Regions from separate parts of the Sus scrofa genome. Here region 2 is linked to region 1. Evidence: chromatin contacts called from public HiChIP or PLAC-seq data. All regions are on one chromosome and are shown on one strand. The core of a region is the stretch at or near the end of the contact, and the rest is flanking DNA. Distances in the headings are between cores, read along the strand shown. Region 1 holds the start of TXNRD2 (thioredoxin reductase 2). Region 2 holds the start of LOC110256626 (proline dehydrogenase 1, mitochondrial).

The links. HiChIP or PLAC-seq counts read pairs in DNA pulled down with a chosen protein or histone mark.
Region 2: a contact with region 1 is called in an H3K27ac HiChIP or PLAC-seq map of alveolar macrophages. The contact joins the promoter of LOC110256626 here to the promoter of TXNRD2 in region 1. A contact is called at or near these places in 2 of 47 Hi-C or Micro-C datasets (retroperitoneal adipose tissue and subcutaneous adipose tissue) and 1 of 2 datasets of contacts at active chromatin or transcription factors (alveolar macrophages).

What each region holds. Positions count from the first base shown.
Region 1 is chr14:51,380,755-51,387,980 of Sscrofa11.1, forward strand. TXNRD2 (thioredoxin reductase 2) reads right to left here and starts at 4,342. Exons shown (of 18, transcript NM_001168702.1): 1 at 4,242-4,342; 2 at 1,584-1,649; 3 at 889-945; 4 at 509-653; 5 at 1-44. The coding sequence starts at 4,320. It also overlaps a transcript of COMT not described here.
Region 2 is chr14:51,621,070-51,628,295 of Sscrofa11.1, forward strand. LOC110256626 (proline dehydrogenase 1, mitochondrial) reads left to right here and starts at 3,850. Exons shown (of 14, transcript XM_021072532.1): 1 at 3,850-4,149. The coding sequence starts at 3,877.

The DNA of each region.
Region 1 (7,226 bases), core at 3,092-5,591:
TCAGGGACTTCACATGGTTTTGAACAGCTTCTGCCATTTTCCTCCTGTTACACACAAAGTAAAATGCCACAAAGCACCAGGCAAGTGTCAAATAGCCCTTAAAAGGAACACCCAGAGGCAAAGGTGTTTCCCAAGGTAGTGAAGGTGACCCTGTTCCCATGGTGGACCCTCTGTGCCAGATTTGGGGTTGTGGACCTTTGGGTCAGAGAAGCAGGCCCCAGACCCAGGGGAAGGGCAGACCACCTGACCAACTGCCAAGGCCAAAGCACCACGGCCTTCAGGCTGGGGTCCTTCAAGGGATGTACTGGGTGCCATGGGGTGTGTGGTGGTGTCGAGGTGTCCCAGGGGGTGGGGAGACAACTAAAAAGGTCTCCATACTTTGCCAAACATCTGGAGGCCCAGCGTTGCCCCTGGGGCGAGAGCCCCACCCAATAGCTCCCGAGGCCTGTGGGCTCCAGGGAGCTCCCAACACAAGGAGCAGGAAGGCCTGGGCAGGCCAAGTACTCACCAGCTGTGCAGGGCTGGCTGGGCCACCTCCCAGCCGTAGTGGGGGGCATCGCGGATCACGCCCCCCAGAAGGGCTGCCTGGTGCATCAGCTTCTTGGGGATGCAGCCAACATTCACGCAGGTGCCACCGAGGCCCCACCTGGTGCCTGGCGGGAGACCATATTCAGACTGCCCTCCCTGTCCTACCACCATCCTGAGCTGTTTGATCCAATGCAGCCCAGGTGACCCTGCTACATGGACCTGCCCTCTGCATCTGCCCTCAGACTGGGTTTCAATAAGCAGGATGAGGAACCCCAAAGTAATGGCAGCTTCCAGGAGAAGCAGGACACCCTATCATCAGCCCCCCTCCCTGGACACGTGGCTCCCGGCTGGACTGCCTACCTCGGGGCGAAGGGCTCACATAGTCCACCACAGCCACCTTCTTCCCCAGCTGGGCGGCTGGAAAGGCAAGAGAAGCGGGCAGGTGGGCATGACTGGAGGAGCTGATTTGGGGCTGGGGAACCCGGGATGGGGGGGCAGGGAGGATGGGTCAGCAGCTCCCATGGGCAGACACCTTGACCTCCTCCTGACCACTGTCTTTGTACTGCCCCCGCCACGGCAGCTCCAGGCCCACCCTCCTCCCCCCACCCCTCCCCTCCCCAAGTTCCAGGCCCAGAAGGTCAGCACCTTCCCAGGGCCCACCCCAAAATGCTCCCTGGGGGGCATCATGGGTTGGGGGTGGGGGTAGGCCCCAGCTCTATCAGGTACATGTAAAATAGTGAGGAGGGGGAGGGCGAGATGAGGGAGGGAAGCGCTGGACCGTGGGTACAGGAGGCAGGTCCCAGGCTGGGACAGGAGCTAAGGAGGCAGGCTCTGGTGGGCTATGCTGACTGCTGTGTGCTGCACAGATAAGACAGCTGGGGCTCACAGGGACCAGGGCACAGTCCAAGGCTATTGGGGTGGCTCTGGAGGCTGCTGGGCCAGCTGCAGAGACAATGCATTCAGCTTGGGGCTGCATAGGGCGCACCCCCACACAGCCCTGGAGAGCCCCCCTGCCCTTTCCAGGGGTTTGGAAGCCTGGGACACAGGACACCTACCTTCCTTGGCACAGGCCAGGCCGCCGGATCCTCCGCCAATCACCAGGAGGTCGTAGCATTGCTGCCCTGCTTGGGTGAAGGGGAGAGGTGAACAGGCAGGACCAGGAGGAGCCTGGGCACATCCTGGAGGCAGGCAGCTCTGTCCCATCGCGGGTGATGGGGGCTCCACTCTCTGGGATCAGAGAGCTACCCTATGATGGCAGGAGGCATGTTGTCTGCCCAGATGCCAAGACTATGTAGGGCCAAAGCCAGCAGGGCTATAACCACGCCCACGATGTCAGGAAGGCAATTTCACTGGCAGGACTGCCCTGAACTCAACTTCATCCAATGTCTGAGCATACGCTGTATGCTCACTTGCGTTGAGTCCACTTGTCTTTCAGTTGTAAAGGTCACCCTTGGTCATAAGTCTGGTGGCCCTTGCAGTGGGAGTAAGGCCAGGCCTCTGAGTGCCCGCAGGACTGGGAGTGCAGCGACTCTGAACTGCCTTGGGGCTTGCATTCTCCACCCCTGTCCCCAGCACAGAGGTGGCTGGAGCCTCTCCTGCCCTGCAGGTGTTACCTGTTTTTCCTGCAAATGCTGGCGCAGGAGGGGTGGTGAGGACAGGTATGTCCCTAGGGGGGACAGCCTGTGAGAGCTCCGGGCCAAGGCAGGGGTCAGGGCACCCAGCACCAGGCCTGCTCCCCCTGGAGGGAGGAAGGCATCACAGAAAATCATCAGGTCATGGGGAAGGAGGGGAGGAAGGTGGAGGAAGCTGGGGGCTGCGTCCAGGTCCACCCTCTCCATTGCCCATGCTGTGGGGGAGGCTCTGACCAGGAGAATATCCCTACCTTCCATGGCAGGTGCCTGTCCTTCCTGCCGCCACAGCAGGGCCCCTGCTGCATCTCCGTGCCCCACGGCCCCACTCTATCAGGCAGAGGGCAAAGCAAGCAGCTGGCCCCAGGGATTGTGGGCTTATCTTTGGCGGTTTGTTCTCCCCACGGTGTACGCCCAGGAGCCCTGTTAGTCTGATAAACACTTGGAAGAGGCAAGAAATCTGCCCTTAAACACCTGAGAGGGTCTGAGGAAACTGTCAATGGGGAAGGGTCCTAAAGGACCCCCAGGCAGGCAGGGTAGGCACTGCCCTTAGGGTGTCAGCTGGAGATGTACCCACTCACACCATGGGGCGCCATAGGGCACCTCACAACCACTCCTCTTCCCTGCACACAGGGCTCAGCCTGAAAAGGTCTGTCTTGCCCTATATCCTGAACTCACTTTCCTTTAATTTTCTGCTCCCCTCTGAACCTGGTGCCTGATTTGCAACCAGCAAAGAGCAGCCCAGCAAGTAGGGCCAGGTTGCTGAGGGAATGGTGTTTTGGGGAAAGTAGAAACTCCTGGGTGCCCACAGGCCACTGCAAGCCAGCTTGGGGAGCATCCACACAGCTGTCCTCCTTCCATGCTCTTTCCTGGCAGCAGAGGTTACGGGAATGGTGAAAACCAGCAGCACGGTCACTCCAGTTCCTGTTCAGGGGCTACATCGGCCACCCCCATGCTGGACAGAGCAGGTGTCTTCCTGCTCAGAGGAGTTTCCGGCCTAAAATGGAAGCTGAGGCTTAAAATCAGACCCTGGAGTCCTTGCTGGGTGTTGGCACCATCCCCCCACCCTGTGAGCTCCTACTCGCCCTGGCCCTGGGGCTCCCCTCTGGCCTTGAGTGTGGAGACAGAAGCCAGGGTCAAGTTCTCCTACCAGCCTGCAGGGCCTGGGCTTGACTGCAGCTGCATAAGGGCTTTTAAACATTGCAAAGTTCCGGTGTGACATGTGCAGCAAGGTCCTTAGGGCCAGCAAAGCCACTGAAAGCAGTGCTCCGTCCCCACCTCCTGAGCTGGTAACTGCCTCCCCAGACTCTGCAGGGCTACCCTAGCCCTGCTCCCCAGGCCACGGAGGCACAAGGCTGGCCAAAGGCCAGCCACTCCTCCCCTGGGCACCATCTCTGGGAAGGAGCTCTTTGCTTGTCCCTCTTCCAGCCCCTCAGCACTCACTCCCTGTGGGGTCATCCAGGGGTGAGGTCTGGGGGGTGGTCCCTGTTCAGGTATGTGGTGGGGAGCATGCATCATGCTTGCGGTGGCCCACTGCCATGGCAGTTATGGTGGTCCTATGGTCTGCTCTGAGGGAGCCAGTCCTGCAGGGCTGGCCCCAACCCTCCCCTGTGCCCAGCCCCCCTCCCCTTGCTTACAGTTATGGGATCTCCATCTGGTTTGGCCCAGGACCCTTGATAGCTCAGGAGGTCCAGCAGCCAGTCCTCTCCTCCCCTAGAGCCCCCATAGGGCAGTGAAGAGCCACAGCACCAGCAGAGCTCAACACGTGGGTTCCCTTGGTCCCCTCTGTGACTCCCTGCCTGTGCATGTATTGAGCACATGCTGCTGTGTGGCGCTAGGACTGGGCAGGAGGTGGCGAGATCTGGCACGTGGGGTGTGCAGGGCACCCGCACGTGGTGGCCTTGCCATTATCACCTCTGCCAGGACTCTAGTTAACGCTGGGCTGGGGGACCAGGCAGTGGTCACTCCGCTCGGCAGGACCTGCGGGAGACCCCCTCCTCCCCCGCGAGGACTCCCGCCCTAGCCCCGACCCCCTCTCAGACCTCCGACCCCACGCCCGTTCCGCCCCGTCTGCCCCCGCAGGACCTGCTGCGCCCCGCGCCCCTCCCGGCACGACCCGCAAGCGCCACCGGAAGAGCCCGGCAGGTCCCCGCAGCGCCGCCATCGTCTCAGCAGCCGCAGCCTTTGGGTCCTCGGCCAGACCGGGCTGTCTGCCGCGCTGCCTGCACGGACGGCTGCACAAGGTGGGTGCGCCCGCGAGGGTCCACCAGGTGGGGTCCAGACGAGGAGTGGGCGTCTGGGGCCGATCAGGGCGCCTCGGATGTCGGGGAGAATTAGGACTCTGGTGGAGTTCCCCCTGGGGTGGGGTTCTCCGGACCTGGATGGGGGTTCGGACCTGGGATGGGGATCTCCATACTTGGGGTGGAGGGGGTTCTCCGGACATGGGGCGGGGACGGGATCCCTGGACATGGGGAGGCTCCCACCCGTGGTGGGGTCTCTGACCTGAGATGGGGTCTCTGACCTGGGGTGGGGGCTCTGGACATGAGGTGGGGTCTACTGATATGGGGGCCGGTGGTGGGAGGGAGGGGGAGTCGTGGTGCAGGTCCACTTGGTCACAGGGGCCACTACAAGCCTCCAGGACTCAGACCTTGGGGTTGAGGGTGGCTTCTGGGAGAGCTTGGACCTGGACCAGGTTTCAGAATCAGAGTCTGACTCACTGCCCTTGACCTCTGGAGGGAGACAACTGTGGGGTATGGTCAAGGGGCCTAACCACCTCCCAGGGGCACTGCTGGCAGGCCCTGGACTGCCCTGGGCCTTTCCTTTCAGCAGATTGGCTGCCCCACCAGGAAGGGGAAGCTGGGGTATGACCTGCCCCAGACCAGCCTTTTAGGCTTTTCCAGCCGGATTCCTGAATACTGCTGCTTGCCAGGGCTTTCCACTCCTGGGGCATCCTTGAGGCTTGCCCGAAGACTGGAGTTAGGAGAACACAGCAGACTCTGGTAACTGCACAGTAGAGGAAGGACTTGAATCCCTCTAGACTTACTCAGAGAGGGCTGGGCCTTTAAAAGGAGGGTGGGGGAGTTCCCAGGGTGGCCCAGCGGAAATGAATCTGACTAGGATCCATGAGGGCGCAGGTTGGATCCCTGGCCTTGCTCAGTGGGTTAAGGAGCTATGGCTACGACCCCTAGCTTGGGAACCTCCATATGCCGCAGGGCAGCCCTAAAAAAAAAAAAGAAAAAAGAAAGAAAAAGAAAAAGAAAAAAAGATAAAAGGAGAAATGCGGCAGACATTGAGGCTTGAGAGAGTCAGGGAGTGAAAAATTACAAAAAGTGGAAAGAGACCATGGTCCATGTGACACCCATTTACACAGTAGCTGGAATTTGGGCTCCTGCCTTCCTGCAGAAGCTGGGAGGTGCGGCTACAATGGTTGCTTTCTTTGCAAGCAGTAAGTGTTGGCAGGCATCTTGGGAGGCTGGGCTACCCTGCAGAAGTGGCCTTGAGCTTTGTGGCACAGTTAGTGTTTGTTCCAGTCTTTATAGGAGGCCTTTATAGGTGGAGAAGAGGGCTCTGAGGGGCCTGGTTGGGGTCTGTCAGGGAGAATCTCATTGCTGAATGGTTGGAGCCAACAGTAAACCCTGTTTTTGAGTCCTGAGGTCAGCCAGTTGAGAAGATTTCGGATGTTCAATTCTCAGCATCTTTAGTTGGTGGGATGAGGCCATAGTGGCAGCCAGATGGATTTCCTGGCTTGCAGTGTGAATATCTGTGCTGATGGCATAGACATCAGAGTTGCAGGCAAGCCCGTGTCCTGGTGCAGAGCCCAAGGGACATGGGATTTTTGATGGCTGAATGTAATGGCCCACATGTGACGGGTGGTGGTGAGGGGTTCTCTGAAGTTCCTGCCACCTGGTCTGCCTTCAGCTTTCAGGACTTTGTCAGACCCTGAGGGCAGGGCAGCTACAGGACACCCAAATCCAGGAAGGTTCTGAGCAGTCGGCTTTTAGTTCTTAGTGACACTGAGCCAGAGGGAGGGAGGAAAATGGGGAAAATGAATATTTGGAGAGTTGTAGCAGATATTGAGGAAACAGAAAGAACTGGGGGTTTGGTGAGGGGCAACAATGTGAGGTGACAGTGCAGTCTGGTTTACATGTCAGACCTCAGACACGAAGGACAGGCCTGGACCCTTATGACCCACAGTTTGTATTATTTTCTCCACTGGGACAAAATTGCTCTCTGTGGTCATTTCCCTTTTTGTTTTTTTGTTTTTTGTTTTTTTGTTGTTGTTGTCTTTTCTAGGGCCACTCCCGCAGCATATAGAGGTTCCCAGGCTAGGGGTCTAATCGGAGCTGTAGCCACTGGCCTACGCCACAGCCACAGCAACGCGGGATCTGAGCCTCATCTGCAACCTACAGACGACCACTGGCCTACACCACAGCTCACGGCAACGCCGGATCCTTAACCCACTGAGCAAGGCCAGGGATCGAACCCACAACCTCATGGTTCCTAGTCGGATTTGTTGACCACCGAGCCACAACAGGAACTCCCATTTCCCTTTTTGGTCGAAGGTAATCACAGTCATGTTTTTGTTTACAAAATAGTTCAGGTCTCCCTAGACTTGGGCTGATTATTCATATAAGTGCACCGAGAATAATAGTTGACACAGAGCCTTTTTTAAAGTTCGCTCAGTGTAGGTTTTTACAGGGAATCTCAGATTGGACTTCAAAAGTTTCCATGGCTAGGAAATCCAGTCAGGAATGTGCCATCACACTTCACCTGTAGACTTGGTGAACAATTCCTTGTAGAATTCCTCTCTGCTCAAGCCCCCCCCCCCAATTTGCAGGATATTGGGCCTGCAGAAGGTGACCTATTTTGTTCTCTGAGAGTCTGGGGACCCTGGTTGCCAGGCCTCAGGTTGGGTTTTCTAGAGGGCTTTGTAAGCCTTGGTTCCATAAAGTGACCTCGGTTCCTTAAAACTGTCTAATCAGAGCTGACTCCATGTCATGTCAAATATGACATTCCTTGGTAATACAACCAAGGTTTTCAGTTATGTCCTGTCACAAGAAGAACAGATTC
Region 2 (7,226 bases), core at 2,600-5,099, 240 kb after region 1:
TCCCTGCACCTTGAAGGTGCCCTGTGCAGGTGACAAGAGCACACCTGGTTTGTCAGGTGTTTAGTGGATGCTCCCCAGTGCCCAATGAATCTTGGCAGCAATCCTGAGGGAGTGTTGCTATTATTGTTTCCCCAGGGGATAGGTCCCAGCGAGTTCCTGTCGTGGCGCAGTGGTAATGAACCCAACTAATATCCTAATATCTATGAGGATGCAGTTTGGATCCCTGGCCTCGCTCAGTGGGTTAAGGATTGGGCATTGCCATGAGCTGTGGCGTAGGTCACAGACTTGGCTCAGATGCTGTGTTGCTTGGCTGTGGTGTAGGCCAGCATCTACAGCTCCAATTCGACCCCTAGCCTGGGGACTTCCACATGCTGTGAGTGTAGCCCTAAAAAGACAAAAAAAAAAAAAAAAACAAAAACAAAAACAAAAAACCCTGGGGAGAGGACCTCTACCTGGCCCAAAGCCACTGTCTGTGTCCTCGCTCTGCAGTCCCCGTACCAGCGTGTGGGGTGTGTCTAGGACACAACCACAGCTGGGTCGCCGTGGGCTGCCATTACCATTGCCAAGTTACTCCAGTCTTTGTGTGTGTGCTTGGTCCTGTTAAAGGTGTCTGGAGCCCCGAGCTGACTGTCCTATTTGAGGGAAGGACTCCATCTCACTGACCTCAGCCACACACGTGTATCCACCAGCCTTGAGCCTGCTTCATGCCTGCCCTTCCATCACCAGAGGCTTCAGGTCCCTCGGGCTTCGTTCCCTTTCAAGGCCTGAGCCTGGGCCAAGGCCCACATTCCTGCATCCCTGGCCTGCAGGTGCCCCGCCTAGTGCCAGCCAGCTCCACAGATGGAGTCTGACAACTGGAAAAGGTGGAAGAGGACTCTGGGGACAGTAACCCTGGCTTCGAATCCTGCAGTGGGCCCTTGGGCGGGTGGTCCTGCCCTTCTGAGCCTCAGTTTTCTCTGCATAAAATGGAGCAGCAGTCGTAACTCCCCGAGGGGAAGGGTGTGATTGTCATGCTTGTCAGCATGTAGAAGACAATTTGATTTCACAGAGAAAGAATCTGGGACGGGGCGGGGGGGACCTGAGTGCCTTTCCTCACACATATTGAAAGTCACCACACAAAGCAGCCAGTGTAGTGAAGCGTAACGACATTCACGTAAACACAGTAGCTTGTTCTAGGCCTGAGCAATCTTAATGTCAGGAAATGCAATCATATTTTACTAGCTCTGAAAAAAAAATGACTAAAATCACAGAGTTAAATAGAGCTTGGACAGAATCTGTGAACGCTGGCAGGGGGTAGGATAAAGGGATAATGTGCCAATGAGGGAATTTACGCTCTGGGGGAGCAAACACTGGCCTGTGTTCGGTGCAGGCCGATAATAGGAAGACAAGCCCCAAATTAAACAAATGTGAATGAAATTCTCTGTGTGCAGATGGAGCAAATATATCAGTACAAATGGGTACAGAGCAAGCAGCAAAATGTAATAAATTGCAATGAGTCTGACGTGGAGCCACAATTCAGGCAAATATTTCAGGAAATACAGGAAGAGGCATAGGGCAAAATAATAACTTTGACAGAGTGCCAATGTCATGTTCATGGATGAAATGAAAACAAACATTTCACTGCATGTCTGTAGGAGAAGGGGCGCAGGAGGAACTCAAGGAGGCTCTCTGGGAAGAGCTGGACCACAGGAATGTGCAAAGAGGGGGGGGGCCTGAGATGGCCAGGCTGGCCACTCACCAGGGTCTGTGGCCTGGCTGCTTCTTCCTTGAAGCCCCTGGCCTTGCTGACTGGCCCTCCTCAGGGGGGTTGACCAGCAAGTGACTGCCACATGACCAGGTCCCCTGAGGTCTGGCCCTCTCAGATCTGCCTCAACCTCCTGAGCTGGAGGACAGGGGTCCAGGGCTGACGTGAGGTGAGGAACCCAGTGCGACCTCCCCGCACGAGGCAGGGCTGAACATACTCCTGTGGACTGACCACCACATGACTGTGCTGCCTCCTCTGTGAGGTTGGCCTGGAACTTGCCTTGACCTTGTCAGCTGTGTTTTGCCTTAGACTCTATCCTTTATTTCTTGAGTCAGAGCAGAGATGGAGAGACAATGTGCGGGAAGTTCAGCCCATGAGCTGACCTGGCATTTCACATGTGCAATCATTTTGCCAAATGTGGACAATTATCAACCTTCTTCATTATCAGTGCAGTGAACCGTGGTACAGCTGGTGGTGCCACGGTACCCTCACCACTCTGGCCACTAAAACAAGCACATTAGAGTGATGTCACTGGCAGGGGCAGACAAAATCCAGATTATCCTGGAAATGGGCTGAGCATGGTACCAGGCTGGTGGGGAGGGTTGGAGTCGGGTTCAGCTCCAGCCCTGTGTGTTGGCTGGGAGCGCAGACTCACACCGACTGGTGTGTATATCACCAGGTACCTGCGAAACTGCTCAGCTGCACTTTGTCTTGACATGTGTTCCTGGGGGGAATGCTGAGGACTGGGGACCTGGGTTCAATCCTGGTAACAGGTGCAGATGCTCTTGAGGGAATGCAGCCCAGGCCAGCTTGATGTGTCCAGCAGAGAAGAGACATGGCACCAATGGGGTGTCTGCATAGAAAGCAGGAGCCAGGGTGCCGGGTGTGGGCTGGGCATGATCCAAGGGGGCTCAGGGCTCAGGGCAGGGCCTGGAGGATGAGTCTCCAACCCAGTCACCAGCCTAGGGCCTGGCATCAAACTTCCCACGTCACAGGTGCTCCTTCTTTCATTCAGTAAAGACACCTCGTGGGGCATTTGGGGAGGGACACAGCAGGAGGCAGAGACAAGTGTAAAAAGAGGGAGCTGTCAGGTCAAGTTGGTGCCCAGCTGACCCTGAGGAAGAGGGAAGGAGCTGGGTGCAGGGGGAGGGACAGCAGATTGACCTACACAATGAGAGGTAAGGTGGGTGTAGGCAGGGCCTAGCTGAGAGGGCTGATGAGCCAGGCTGAGCCCTACAGTCTTGTCCAGGTGGCAGCAAGGAGTCCCTGAATGGCTTTCGGGAGGAGGAAGTTCATCCAGAAAAGGAAATGGGGGGGTGACCATGGCCAGCTGCCAAGGCTGGCCTACTCTTGGCAAACTAGGTTTCTGAACTGTTGAAGGGATCCCCAAGTTCTGCTCCTGGGTCTTAACCACCTGCCCCCTGTGTCTCCCTTTCAACTTCAAAGGGGAGGGGGGCGGGGGTGGAGGCGGGGGCGGCAGGAGGAAACCTGTGACCAAGTCTAGAAGCCTCCTCAATGCAGGGTGTGAAGATGGTACCCCCTGGAGACATCAGCAAGGTCTGGGAGAGAGATGCCCCTGGCACCTAGCGGTTAGAAGCCTGGGGTGCTGATCAACGTCCTGCATACACAGGACCACCCCACAATTATACACTCCAAAGTGCCAAACAGGTTACTGTGTCCAGGACACCGAGATGCGTGGAGCACCCAGCAAATGAGGTGAAACAGGTGAGCAAGGTGGGGGGTGAGGTCAGCTCCGAGTGAGGTCACACCTACAGTCAGACCCAGGCGTGCATTTGTGCGATGTTGGTGGGAGGCGGAGTTCCAGTGGTGCAGGTGGAGGCCGGTCAGCCAAGGAGGCAGGGTCTCCTAGGGGGTGCGGCCACCAGCTGAGAAGGCGGGGCTTTCAGGGTACTGGGCGCACGTGGCCGCCCCTTGGTGGGCGGGGCCTGCCAGTGGATGCGCACCGTTGGGCAAGGCGCGGGATGAAGCCTCTGGGTAGAGGGCGTAGCTCGAAGCTCAGGGTGCGGCAGGGAGAGGACGCGGGCGGGGCTGAGAGCCGGGGCGGGGCCGAGCGCAGGGCGGGGCCGGCGGCGGGTACTTAAGCAGCCGGCGGCTTGCCCTCAAGCCCAACCATGGGTCTGAGGCGGGTACTCTCTGTTCTGCGCTCCGGCCTCCCCCGCCGCGCCCCACTGTCTACGGCGCCGGCGACTCGCGAGCAGCCTGCCGCGGGCCCGGAAGCCGAGCGGGGACTTGGGGCGGCCGAGGCCGCGCGGCCCCCAGTACCCGCTGTAGACTTCGGCAACACGCAGGAGGCGTACCGGAGCCGGCGCAGCTGGGAGCTGGTGCGAAGCTTGCTGGTGCTGCGCCTTTGCGCCTCTCCCGCTCTGCTGGCGCGCCACGAGCAGGTGCGCGGGGGGCGGGGGGGTGTGCAGGAGGGACGCGCGGATAGGGCCCCGCGGGCGTTTCTGCCGGTTCTCGGTGCCTCTATGAAGTTTCGAAGTGGAAAGCAGGGTCGCTGGAGCATCGCTTGTAGCCGGGAAGTCAGGAAGGGAGGTGTTTCCTGCATTCCCTCTCAGGCCCTTAAATTTTACTGTGTCAGTTACTAGCAACTACAAACAAAGACTAGTTTAAATTTTCACCTAAAAGGTAAAATTGAGTGTTGTCCATGTCGCCCGCAGGGAAGCTTGGTTGTGTTGAAGGACTCATAGCCTAGGACCCCAGAGTTCTAGGAAGCCGTGACCCAAGGGATCCCCAGAAGTGGCCACTCTGAACAGTGTTGAGGGAAACTGGGAATTTTCCTGAATATGCAGCCTTTGAAACTTTAATACAGTATTTAGAAAAGTATGAGAGCTTGGGAGGAAGTAAAAAGCAGAAGTGTCTTAGTCACTTCTGATCCTGGGAACAGTTTAAAAGTCAGAGTCCAGTTGATGTGGAGGGTCTGGAAAGCTTTTCATGCATTGGTGTTGACTTCTCAGTGAGACTGTGCTGAGGGCATGTGGGCTGAGGGAGAGGCTCTGGAGACATCTGGAAGAAGCAACGAGCCACACCTTGGGCATAGGTGAATGTGAGGCCACGTGGGTGAGTGGTGAGGTCTAAAGTTGGGTGGCTCTGAGGGGGCCAAGTTCAAAATCAGAGAATCTAGCAGAGCTGGGGCCCTGGGGTACTGTGGGAGATGGTGGGAGGGACATGTCAGCTCCACTGTCCCTTGGGTGCCTGCCTGGGACAAGTGCCAGTGCCATGGGTGCCTGGAGGAGCAAGGAGGCTCCTCCCAGGCTCCTCTCTGTCCTGTGTGCCCTGGGGACATCCTTAAGAAGCCCAGTAACTGTGCTGGGTCCTCTGCCTGCCCTCTGTGGGACCTGTTCCACTGGTGACAGTGGTCTTGGGGCCTGGTGCTGGAGGGATTGGGACAGAGGCCAGCTGCAGTGTTGTGGGCCCCTTACCAGAGTACCTCCTCCTTGTACTCTGGCCTGCAGCAAGAATTCCTCCTTCTGAGTCAGTGCAGGTCTGTGCAGCTCCTGCCCAGGGGAATGTCAGCCTGCAGGAGGAGCCCAGTTGGAGCTGTGGCATTGGCTCAGGACCCAGTGGGGGGCCTGCACTTGCCAGGAGGCTGTTCTTTTTGAGAAGGGTTTAGAAAATCCAGGTCTTCCAGGATGAAAGGCTCTATGCTTGGGTGTGAGCCAGTGCTGGAGTGTGTGAGAGAGGGGGATGGGCCCTGGGGGGGTGGGGGGTTTAGGGAGGAGAGAACCGGCTTTACCCGTCCTCCTCACTCTGCAGGCATCTCTTGGAGCCTTTTATAATGAAAATGAGTGTTTGTGTTTCTAGTTCAAGTTACTAAATTCATGAAGGATGCTCCTTTCTGGAGAAGAGGTGGGACCACCCTGGCCTCAGTTAGTGCCACCCTGGGGGATGCCTGATGCGGGGGTGGTTTTACAGGGACTGCTTTGCTCTGGAGTTGGCTTAAAACTGCCAGCCCTGCCCCAGGTGCTTCCATAGCCCTCTGTGACTGGCTGGCCTCCCCTTAGCCAGGGTGAGAGGGTGAGAGGTTACTCCGGTAGCCTTCGCTGTGGTTCCCTTTGAGCCCTGCCTCCCTTTGGGAATCATTAGGTCGCCAGCCCATGACCCCTGGACCACATCCCAGCATCAGCCTTGCTCCTCCACCTTTGATGGGCATTGGCTAGGGCTGTTTTCATGCTAGTTGGGTAGTTACAACAGACACACAGCCTAAATTATTTACCATGTGGCCCTGGTCAGGAAAATTTGCTGGGTCAAGTGCAGACAGTGGCCCACTTCCACACACAGTGGGTTTCTGCAGAACTGGCATGTATGACCTCAGGCCTTTTCCAGAGCTAAGGGATGGTTTTCAGGTCCTTGATTCACCTCACCTACCTCTGGGGTGAACTTTGATGTGTCCAAGACCTGGCTTTTCTTCCTGTGAGGCTGCTCTGGCCTGTTGGAGCAAAGAAAGAAGACAGAAAGAAGGTCTCACCCTGCCCTGGCCAGCACCCCTCACCCTCCATTTGAATCACTGTGGAGTTACCTTCCCCTCCTTCTTTCTGTCTTCAGTCTGACTTCTGGCCAGACCTCCTATAAGGCAACATAGGCCTGGCCGTCTCCCAGGTTGGCACTTTCACTTTCCATTTCTGCTCTTCTTTATAAAAATAATGAGATGCGGTAAAACCAGACGCTGCACAGAGACTGCAATGAGGCAGAAGCGATGGCCTGGAAACCTTCACCCCTGGGATACCGTGTGGCTCCTATAGGTGTGGCTCCTATAGGTGTGGCCCCTAAGCATCTCATTGAAGCACCAGCCACAGTTCTGGTGTGTCTGCCTTTGAGCGGGTGTGGGCTCTGGGGACTCTTGGCGGATAAAGGTGTGTGAGTCGCTCATGTGTTTGCTTAGGTCAGAGATTGTTCTCTAAGACCCTGATCCCAAGAGATGGTCCTCACAAAAAGAGGTGGGGTTCTGTTGTTCACTGCATTTGAGACACTTTAGGCTTTTCCTGTCTTGGAACTGGAGGTGGCAAGAGTGGCCACCCGGGAATTCTCAGACACATGATGGCTGTGTCCTCCCAGTGGTCTGCTCCCTTGCCCCTCCTTGTCCTTGTTCCTCCTGTCTTGGCTGCACCCAGAACAGGTGTTCCATGTCACCTCCTTGCAAACAGGTCTCACCCTGCCCTGGCCAGCACCCCTCACCCTCCATTTGAATCACTGTGGAGTTACCTTCCCCTCCTTCTTTCTGACTAGGAGGTGAGCTCCTTGTCTGTTTCATTCAGCCTAGAATTATGCCGGGCAGGAGGCAGCTGCCTGGAACACTTGAGTGAAGGATGGCAGAAATTTGGGGTGTGGTGGGATATGATTGGAGGACGAAGCTAAGTGTCTTTCCCGAGGACACATGTGCTTGACTTGCGGGTCAGCTACGGCCTGGGTGACTATGCTGAGTCCCCGCTGGTCCAGGTGATGGTGGCCTGGCTCCAGTGGAACT